Linked DNA regions of Sus scrofa: region 2 is linked to region 1. The links are chromatin contacts, called in public Hi-C maps. All regions are on one chromosome and are shown on one strand. Each heading gives the region's core, a stretch centred on a gene start, on an enhancer-like site or on the middle of the called end of the contact. The rest is flanking DNA. Distances are from core to core; before and after follow the strand shown.

What was found. Hi-C and Micro-C count contacts between places; a contact is called where the count stands out from the background.
Region 2: a contact with region 1 is called in a Hi-C map of heart right ventricle, with 2.0 times the contacts expected there. The contact joins the promoter of RGCC here to the promoter of DGKH in region 1. A contact is called at or near these places in 1 of 5 promoter capture datasets (fetal liver), 2 of 47 Hi-C or Micro-C datasets (embryonic fibroblasts and heart right ventricle) and 1 of 2 datasets of contacts at active chromatin or transcription factors (skeletal muscle).

The regions. Positions count from the first base shown.
Region 1 is chr11:24,969,073-24,973,272 of Sscrofa11.1, reverse strand. It overlaps DGKH (diacylglycerol kinase eta), which reads left to right and starts at 2,345. Exons shown (of 32, transcript XM_021065624.1): 1 at 2,345-2,620. The coding sequence starts at 2,561. It overlaps LOC106505301 (a long non-coding RNA gene), which reads left to right. Exons shown (of 3, transcript XR_002336682.1): 3 at 1,351-2,135.
Region 2 is chr11:25,493,910-25,498,109 of Sscrofa11.1, reverse strand. RGCC (regulator of cell cycle) reads left to right here and starts at 1,687. Exons shown (of 5, transcript NM_001244227.1): 1 at 1,687-1,812; 2 at 2,331-2,516. The coding sequence starts at 1,764.

The DNA of each region.
Region 1 (4,200 bases), core at 1,096-3,595:
GGAAGAGAGGATTAGTCATATTACTTGTCATCAGGGGATTGTTATGTTAAAAAATAAGTTTAATAAAGGATTCTAAGGCAAGGGGGAGGGCTTGCATTTGGTCTAAAGAGAATGGCCAGTTCTAACCTCCATCAGGGTCAAAAAAGGGTTTCATAAGAAAAGTGACTTGTAGGTTGATTCTGGAAAGATACCGGTGTTTGGATAAGTTAAGTAAGAAGAAAGGTATTCCATGAGAGGGTACAGCATGAAATTAAGTGGCCTGATGGGAACTGCATTCGAAGAACTTTCAGAGTGCGTGATGAGGGTGGAGAAATAGATGCTGACTGAGATACTGGGACTTCATCCTACAGGTAATGGGGGAGACATCTGAAGTCCTTATCTAGGGAATACCTTGCTCAGTTCTGTATTTCAGAAACCTTGTATTAGTCCCAAGGTAAGAGATGGCAGGGGTGGAGGTGTGACTAGCTTAGGGACCAGGAGACTAATGAGGAAAGTAATTCGATGTTTCCCAGGTTTGAAAGAAAGGACCCCAAACCAGGCGAGAGCAGAGAAATGGAAGGTGAGGGACAGGAATGTCTGGTGCAAGGAGGAGGGGACAGTTCTCAGATCTGTCCTCTGGGTGACTGTGGAGCATGGGACAGTTCTCAGATCTGTCCTCTGGGTGACTGTGGAGACATTTACTGGGAATGAGACTAGAAAGAATAAATGGATAACTGGCAGGAAACTTCTGTTTTAGTCAAGCTGAGTTTATGGCTAGCGAGGCATTTGGTTAGAGGTTTCTGATGAGGAATTGGCTTTACGCCCTGGAGCCCTGGGGTAGGGATGGACACTTTAAGAGTTACCGGCACATGGCTGGTAGCTGAAGTCATGAGTGGGTCTGGATGGACCGGGCAGGGTTAGAAATAGACCAGGGGCAGACTATGTAGGCACTCCAACATGTAGGAGCTAGCCGAGGGGTTGCGCAAGATGGTTAGAGAATCAGACACTGAAGTGTCAATGTGGCCAGGGGAAGGGGTAGTTTCAAGGCTAATAGTCTGGTCCCCAGTGACAAATGTTGTGCACAGGTTCAATAAAAAGGAAGTTGGGGGGGGGACACAACCAAATGATTTAGGGAATTTTGAAAGCCACAGGTGACCTTTGTCAGGCTCACCTCTTAAAGTGGGCACCAAAGTTGGTTTGCAGAAGAAAATGAGTGGCAGATTAAGACACGGATGTGATAATAATGAGAACGGGGCTTTACCTCCCCAAGAGCTGGGCTGTGAGGCGGTGGGGACTGGAGGCAGACTGGATCAAGTGTTTTGAAATTTTCCGTGTTTTTAAAAATGTATAAATTTGTTTGCCATGATTAAGGGCCGTGGGAAGATGCTGCTAGAAGGAGCCTGAATGTCCAGGAGAGGGAAGAACCTGGGAAAAGCCACTCTTGGATTGGACATAGAGGGAAACCGTCCTTGAGGCCAAAAAGATAATCGAAATCTCTACTGGAAACGTGTTTTCAAAGGGCGAAAGGAGGTGACTTGCCATTATGGAGCCCTCCCTGCGAGCCAGTCCCTTCCCCTAATTTAAATGTAGTGGTCTAATTGGAAGACACACTAGCCGGGTTTCTTTCCACGAATCCGTTCATCATTAAAAACGAATAAAAGAAGTATTCCCTCAATCTTAACTCCTCTTGCAGATGCTAAGCCAGCTGCAGTGTTTTCAACGTCACAAAGAATAAACCACCCCTGGAGCAGCTGGTTCAGGAGCGGCTCTGGGCTGCAGTTATCTCCCTTGTTCTGTCGAAGTCGGTTACTGTCCAGCGCGATTTTGTTCAAGCCTCAGCGCCCAGAGGAGGGGAGGTGCCTGCAGCGCGGGCGGCCGGCGTTCGGCGGGAGGCGGGCGCGGGTTGCAGGAGAGGGAGACGCGGAGAGGGGCGCTGGAGGCTCTCCCGGGACTCGCGGCCACCGTCGCTCCCATCGCCAGCGCGTCGGCCGGCCCAGCCCGGGCTTTCCCCGTCGCTCCCGGTCCTCCCGACAGCGGCTAGGCGTCCGGCCCCCGGGGGAGGCCGCTCCGGTCCCCACTGCCACCCGGTGCCCCTGACCACCCTGCAGCCGCTTTCGGTTCCGCGCCTTATAAGGCCTGACAGGAGGGTCACGTGCGTCCCGGGCCGCCCGCCGGGAGGAGGGGGCGGCGGGGGGAGGGGCGGGAAGCGGGGAGGAAAAGGGGAGGGAGTCGGGGGCGGAGGAAGGAGCTAGGGGCGGATTCTGCGGCGGTGGGAGGCGGTGGCGGCGGCGGCGGCGCGGCAGCGGCGGGGAGCGGACCGCTCGGAGCTGGACCGAGGAGGAGAAGGAGGTGGAGGTGGAGGAAGGGACCGGCGCGGGGGCGGGAGAGCGCAGCGCGGCGGAAGCCGGAGACCGCGGGAGGGCCGGTGGCCGGCCCCGGGCGGGAGCCGGGGCGGCGGCGGCAGCAGCGGCCGAGAGGACCGCGGCGAGGAAAGCGCATCCAGCGGCCCCGGCGGCGGCGGCGGCGGCGGCGGGGGCCCGGGTCCGCGCGCCCGGGCGGCCGGCGGGCACGGGCTGGCGCGATGGAGCCGCAGCACGTGCGCCCCGCGTCCGGCGCCCGCAGCCCGGCCTGGGAGGAACCGGTGGGTACAGCGCCCGCGCCCGCCCCCTCCCACTTCTCCTCTGCTCCCCCCCGCCCGGGCCGGGTTCCGTTCAGGAAATGGCCCGGGATGAGGTCCCCAGCTGCTTCCCACCCGGGACAGCGCTTCCTCCGCCGCCCGGGCTCCTCCTCGCGCGCCGCCCGGAGCGCCTTTGTCCGGGCCGGCCGAGGCTCTCCCCCAGGGGCCGCGGACGAGCCACTGACCACGGCCCTCCAAGGACCGTTTTCCGTGCTTCATCGACTTCGCAACTTTTTCCTTGATTTCGGAGCGTGGAGGGTGGGTAGGGAGGGGGCAAAAAGAAGCCCAGACTGGGGGTCAGCGTGCAGGGCTCGGAGGAGACAGGTCTTGCCTCTTGAGACCGCGCCCTGGGCGGTCACCTGGGCGCTGCAGGTTCCTAAGGAGCCGCGCTTGGCGAGGCGGATCGCAGCTAGAAGCCGGGAACCACGCCTCCGCCTCCTGCTCGCCGCTAAAGCCCCGGGCTTTTCTAGGGTTCGAGGGGGTTGCCAGGGATGAAGCGGGAAGCTGACCTCGATTTCGCTTAGGATTTCGCTGCCCGTGAAACGCGGAGGTTGGGCAGTTTGGGGGACCGAAAGTAACGTGGGCATGTGCATTGTGTGTGCGCGGGTAAGGAGCAGGAGGACGGGGGAATTGGGGGCTTGGGATTTGTTCCCTCAAACTCCTTCAACTTCCTCTCTTCCAACTCAGAGAGTCAGAACCATCTCACATCCCTCCGGTGATTCTAGCCCGAAATCCCCGTCTCACTCAGAGCTCTGTAATCCTGTGTGGGCTGCCTTTTCCCTGGCATCGAATTTTGGCTCTCTCCGCCCTGCCTCGATGTTTGCTGTTCCGTCTTGGTTGACATTCTTGAACCTATTTGGAAAACCTCGTCCGAAATTTCTGGCCTCACCAGTGTTCTGTTCAACACGTTCGGATGCTCTTTTCCCAGGAACTCCGAGGATCTGCTCAGGCTGGCCCCCTGCCTGTTGAGAGCTTCTAGGTCAGGTGCCAAGCTTGGTTCCCCCTTTTCTTTTCTAGTATGTACCCTCCCAGCTCCTTTGCCAAAGTACATTTCTCTGCCTTCTGTTTCCCGACCTTTCAGGAGTGTCCTTAAACTCGGATCCATCTGTATCTGCAGCTGTCTTTGCTTTTGTCAATTTGAACATGTTGTTAGGTTGCCCATCTGCTCGTATTTCTTCTATTGTGGTTATTACTGGGGATTAAGTTTATTCTTGAAATTAAAAATACAGTTCAGTTTGGGAGTTTAAGTCAGCGATAACTGAGAACTAAATTCAGGGACCTGTTTTTGTAACTTTACTTTTGAGCTCTTTTCTATGAAGTCCTTGTTGAACTTGGATACTTAAAGTCAACACCAATTGCAATGAAAAATACCCACTTATATGTATTTCACTTGAGGGTCTTGATGCCAGAACCACTTGGTACGTGGAAAAATAGAGAACGGCGTTTTTATTTTTGCTTTGCTTAAAGTTACAACATGAAAATGCTTGTTTATTAGCCTTTAAAACTAGAGCCCGAATGGAAATGTGTTAATGAGTTGTGACACT
Region 2 (4,200 bases), core at 438-2,937, 530 kb before region 1:
CAACCTCTCCTGGTGAACTGCATTGTCACTGTCTTAGTAAACTGGCATGGCTGCTAAAAAGTGAGGCTGTTCTGTAGGTTCTTTTGAAGATCAGCTTAACCGATTCTTTAGCTGAGAGGGTTCCTGAGCCATCATGCAAGAGCTGGGCTGGGGCATCCAGCACCCTGCACCCTACCTTGGCCAAGGAGGGAGAGCTGCCTCTGGAGGGCAGCGCCCTGGCCTCAGCTCCCAGATCGGTTGCTGCTTTCTTGGCTCCTGGCATCCCCAGTGGGCACCGCAGCAAGTCAGAGAGCAGGAGGGAGGGAAAGACAGAAAAAAGAGTTTTAATAAGGGAGGTGGGGAAAAGAAGAGAAAAAGACGCCCAGGCCTTGCCTTGTTGCTTCAAGGACCTGGGTTATCTGCTCCCTTATTTGGAGCCTCTTCCTCCTGTCTGCTCTGTTTGCCTTCCGCTGGGCAGAAAGCGAGGTTGTGTTGTCTCTGAAGCCAAACAGATGGGCCTTTCCATTGCTGTGGGACTCGTGTGCTACTTAGCCTCTCTGTGCCTCAGCTTCACTCCTAAACAAGCAGCAGTGCTGCTTCTCCAGGTTACTGCGGACCTGGCAAAAGTGCCTGCCAAGACCTGACCCAGGAAGCCCTTGATACCCTGGCTAAGATGCCTGGCTTCCCTCTAAAGCCAGTTTGTGGGTCAGAGACCCTGGCAGCCAGGTCCAAGAGCATGATGACTGTCGGGCATTTGACGTGTGTCTAGTACACCCGAGGGACCGAATTTTTCAAGGGGTTTATTTTGATTGCTTTGTATGGAAGAAGCCACCTGCGGCAAGCGCAAGGGCTTTCACCATTACGACTGGTGCCCCGCCAGGCGGCTGGGCGGGGTGACTCAGTGTGGGACACAGAGACGCGCCGCGTTCGCGCTGCATCTACGCAGGGATTTCTTTCCCTAACAAACTCTTTCCGCATAAAGTCGGGGCTGGTGTGAACGCCCAGGAGTGGAGTCAGGCTCCGGGCTTCGGGATGGGAGCGGCTAAGGGTTCATAAGGACGTGGCACCACCGACCTCTGTCCCTCTGGCCGCGGGCTCTGTCCACTCCATCTGCCCACAACCCTCGAGTCCCTGGAGACGATGGGGACAGGAGGCGCGGGGGACCGCCCCCTGCGTCCCCACACGGGTCTGGGTCTTCCTCGGCTTTTGGCCACTTTATTCTTCGCCACAAACCCCGGAGGATCAGGATTTCCATTGCACAGACGACGAAACTGAGGCGCGAGGAGCTTAAGGGCACAGGGCGGGAAGCAGCCGAGCACCAGCCTTCAAGTCTTTGGGGCTCTGGTGACACCAAAGCCACTTTCGTAGGTCGCGTTGTCAGGGCACGCGGGGAAAGCGCCGGGTAAATATTTGGGACTGTAACCCGGACTCCGCGTCACTGCGGTTCCCGGGAGGGCGCGTGGCGAGGGCGGTGCCTGGGGGACAGGGGCGTCTCCTGGCGCAGCGGAGGGGACTGACCCGGAGGCCCAGCTCCCGCGGCGCCGCCCCGCCTCGCCCCGCCCCGCCCCCGCCGGCGGCTATAAGACCTGGGGCGGCGGGTGGCGGCGGCCGGGGAAAGAGCGGGAGGGCGGGCGGTGTAGGCAACCGCGCGGCGGGAGTGCGGCCAGTGGAGCGGACGGGCAGAGCAGGAGCGCGGCCAGGAGACGGGGCAGCGGGAGCATCTGCACGATCCCCGCGCCCAGACTTCGCAGGAACCCACAACGCGCGCCGGGCCGAGCCCGCCCATGAAGCCGCCCGCGGCACAGGGCAGCCCCGCGGCCGCCGCGGCCGCAGGTGAGTGGGGGTCGCCTTAAAGGCCGGGCCTTTGAGAGTTGGGGGCTGAAGCAAGGGGATCCCGCGTAGTCCCTTTACACCCTTCCCCCAGCCTCCCCGGGGTGGGTGGGGGGGACTTGCCCCGGGAGGGTTCAGCCGCCTCTCCACGCGGGGCTGGGGATGCCAGCCCGACACGTCACGGGCGCATCCTGACTCAGTCCTCCCACCGCCACCGGGGAGTGAGCGGGGGGGACAAGTACCCGACAGAGTGTGGGAGAGGTGGGCTGTGTCGGTGGGCTCCGTGACCTTTGGCCGGCAACTTTTCCAGCGGAAGCTCAGTTTCTTTAGCTCTAAAATGGGTGGATAGTAGAGAGCGCTTTAGGGGGTGATGGAGAGTCGTAAAGGGTAACAGCCAGCAGCGGGCAGCGACAGCGTGGCTGTCCCCGGGCAAACGCGCAGCGAGTGTTGGTTAGCGATCCTCGGGGAACGGTGGCGGCCCCCCCCACCCCCTTCACCTGAGCCCGCGGTCCCTGCCCCAGCCCCGGCCTTGGACTCGGCTGCCGCCGGGGACCTGACGGACGCGCTGTGTGAGTTTGACGCGGTGCTGGCCGACTTCGCGTCCCCGTTCCACGAGCGCCACTTCCACTACGAGGAGCACCTGGAGCGCATGAAACGGCGGAGCAGCGCCAGTGTCAGCGACAGCAGTGGCTTCAGCGACTCGGAGAGTAAGTGTGGCCCGGGCCAGGGAAGATGTCAGAATCCTGGGGACTCCGCTGTACTCGGCCCACCGAGGAGAGCCTGGCCTCGCGGGCTCGGTTTGCTTAGTTGTAAACCGATTCTCTAGGACGCTAGGAGCCTCCAGGGCGGCGGGTTCAGCGGAGACCAGACCCCCGAGGTTGGTCCCCGAAGGCTCTTGGAGGGCAGGCTGGTTTATCTGTCGCCTGCAGATGTCAGGAAGCAGGAGACTGTAAGGGCTTGCCTGAGACGCAGCCAGGCAGGACTCCTGGGACCGGAGCCAGGGCTCGTCACAGCTCCTTCTCCTCCTCTCCTTTCCCCTCCACCCGCCTCTCAGCAGTGTCTTCAGAGGGCGTGGAGCAAGTGCCACAAGAATGGGGTCAGAGGAGACATGGGAGGGTACCATATGGAAATATTTGTGAAACCAGGAAAAGTTTCATAAGCTCCCGTCCTTGGGATTTTTGAAATGACTTCTTGCACTTTCTTCTGGCCCTGAGCTCCCAGGCTTGTTGCTCCATTGCCCGCAGTTTTGAAAGAATCCTTGGCACTGCGGAGTTCAAGTATTTAGAAAGTGTCCCTCATCCTTCAGGCAGGCCCATCACTGGGACTGCTGGCTCTGACCCCACCCCACCCACCCACCCAGGCTGCAGGGGGAGGGGCAGGGAGCAGATGGGTCCAGAGCTGCTTCCTGGTGGCATTTCTCATAGTGGAGTCTACCCTAGGGACTCTCCATCCTAAACCCTCTTGTCAAGAAAAGGGACTACTGAGAATTCCCATTGTGTCTCAGTCCTTAAGAACCTGACGAGTATTCATGAAGATGTGGGTTCCATCCCTGGCCTCCATCAGTGGGTTAAGGATCTGGCGTTACCATGAGCTGCAGCATAGGTTGCAGATGCAGCTTGAATCCTGAGTGGCTGTGGCGTAGGCTGGCAGCTGCAGCTCTGATTTGACCTAGCATGGGAACTAAAGAGCAAACAAAACAAAACAAAAAACAAACAAAAAAAAGAGAGAGAGAGAGACCACTTTTCCCAGGAGTTCAATGTCCTGTAAGGATTATGGAGACCTGTTGAGGTGTCAAACAGAGAATTTGGTGACTATTCGATATTCTGTGACTGTTGGTTTTCCCAACCTGGATTCCTTATTATTTTGCAAAGTGAATTTTAAACACGTCTGGTTATTCTTGAGACTTCACTCTCAAGATGGGTTCCAAGCATGAATGTCACTCCTTTTTTCTGTCCTGGACTCTGAAAGTAAAAGCAATGACCTTGTGATTTTCCTTGTGATTCTCTTCTTTTGAAATCTGAAGCTCTCCCCCCTCGTTACAGGGCAAAGATAGGTCCCAGACTTACCACGAGCCGTCCTCCTGAAAAGGATTACAGGGCCCTTGCCATCCAGGTCAGGGTTTGAGTCAGAGACTTGAGTTCCAGCTTGACTTTCCTTGGCAGCCCTGCCCCAGGGTTAGATCTAATTGCAGCTTTTGAGGTGAAAGGGAATGGAATTGTATGGCTGTTAATTTTCCATTCTGTATTTTTGGACTTCGTTGCTAATGACCAGACCTCTTGTTTGCAATTTCAAAGGGAAGTCTAAAAACTTTTGAAACTGGTCTCAATGTCTGTAGCCAAACTTAAATATGTCTCCTTCTACTGGGGCATGGAGCAATGTATTCATCAAGTA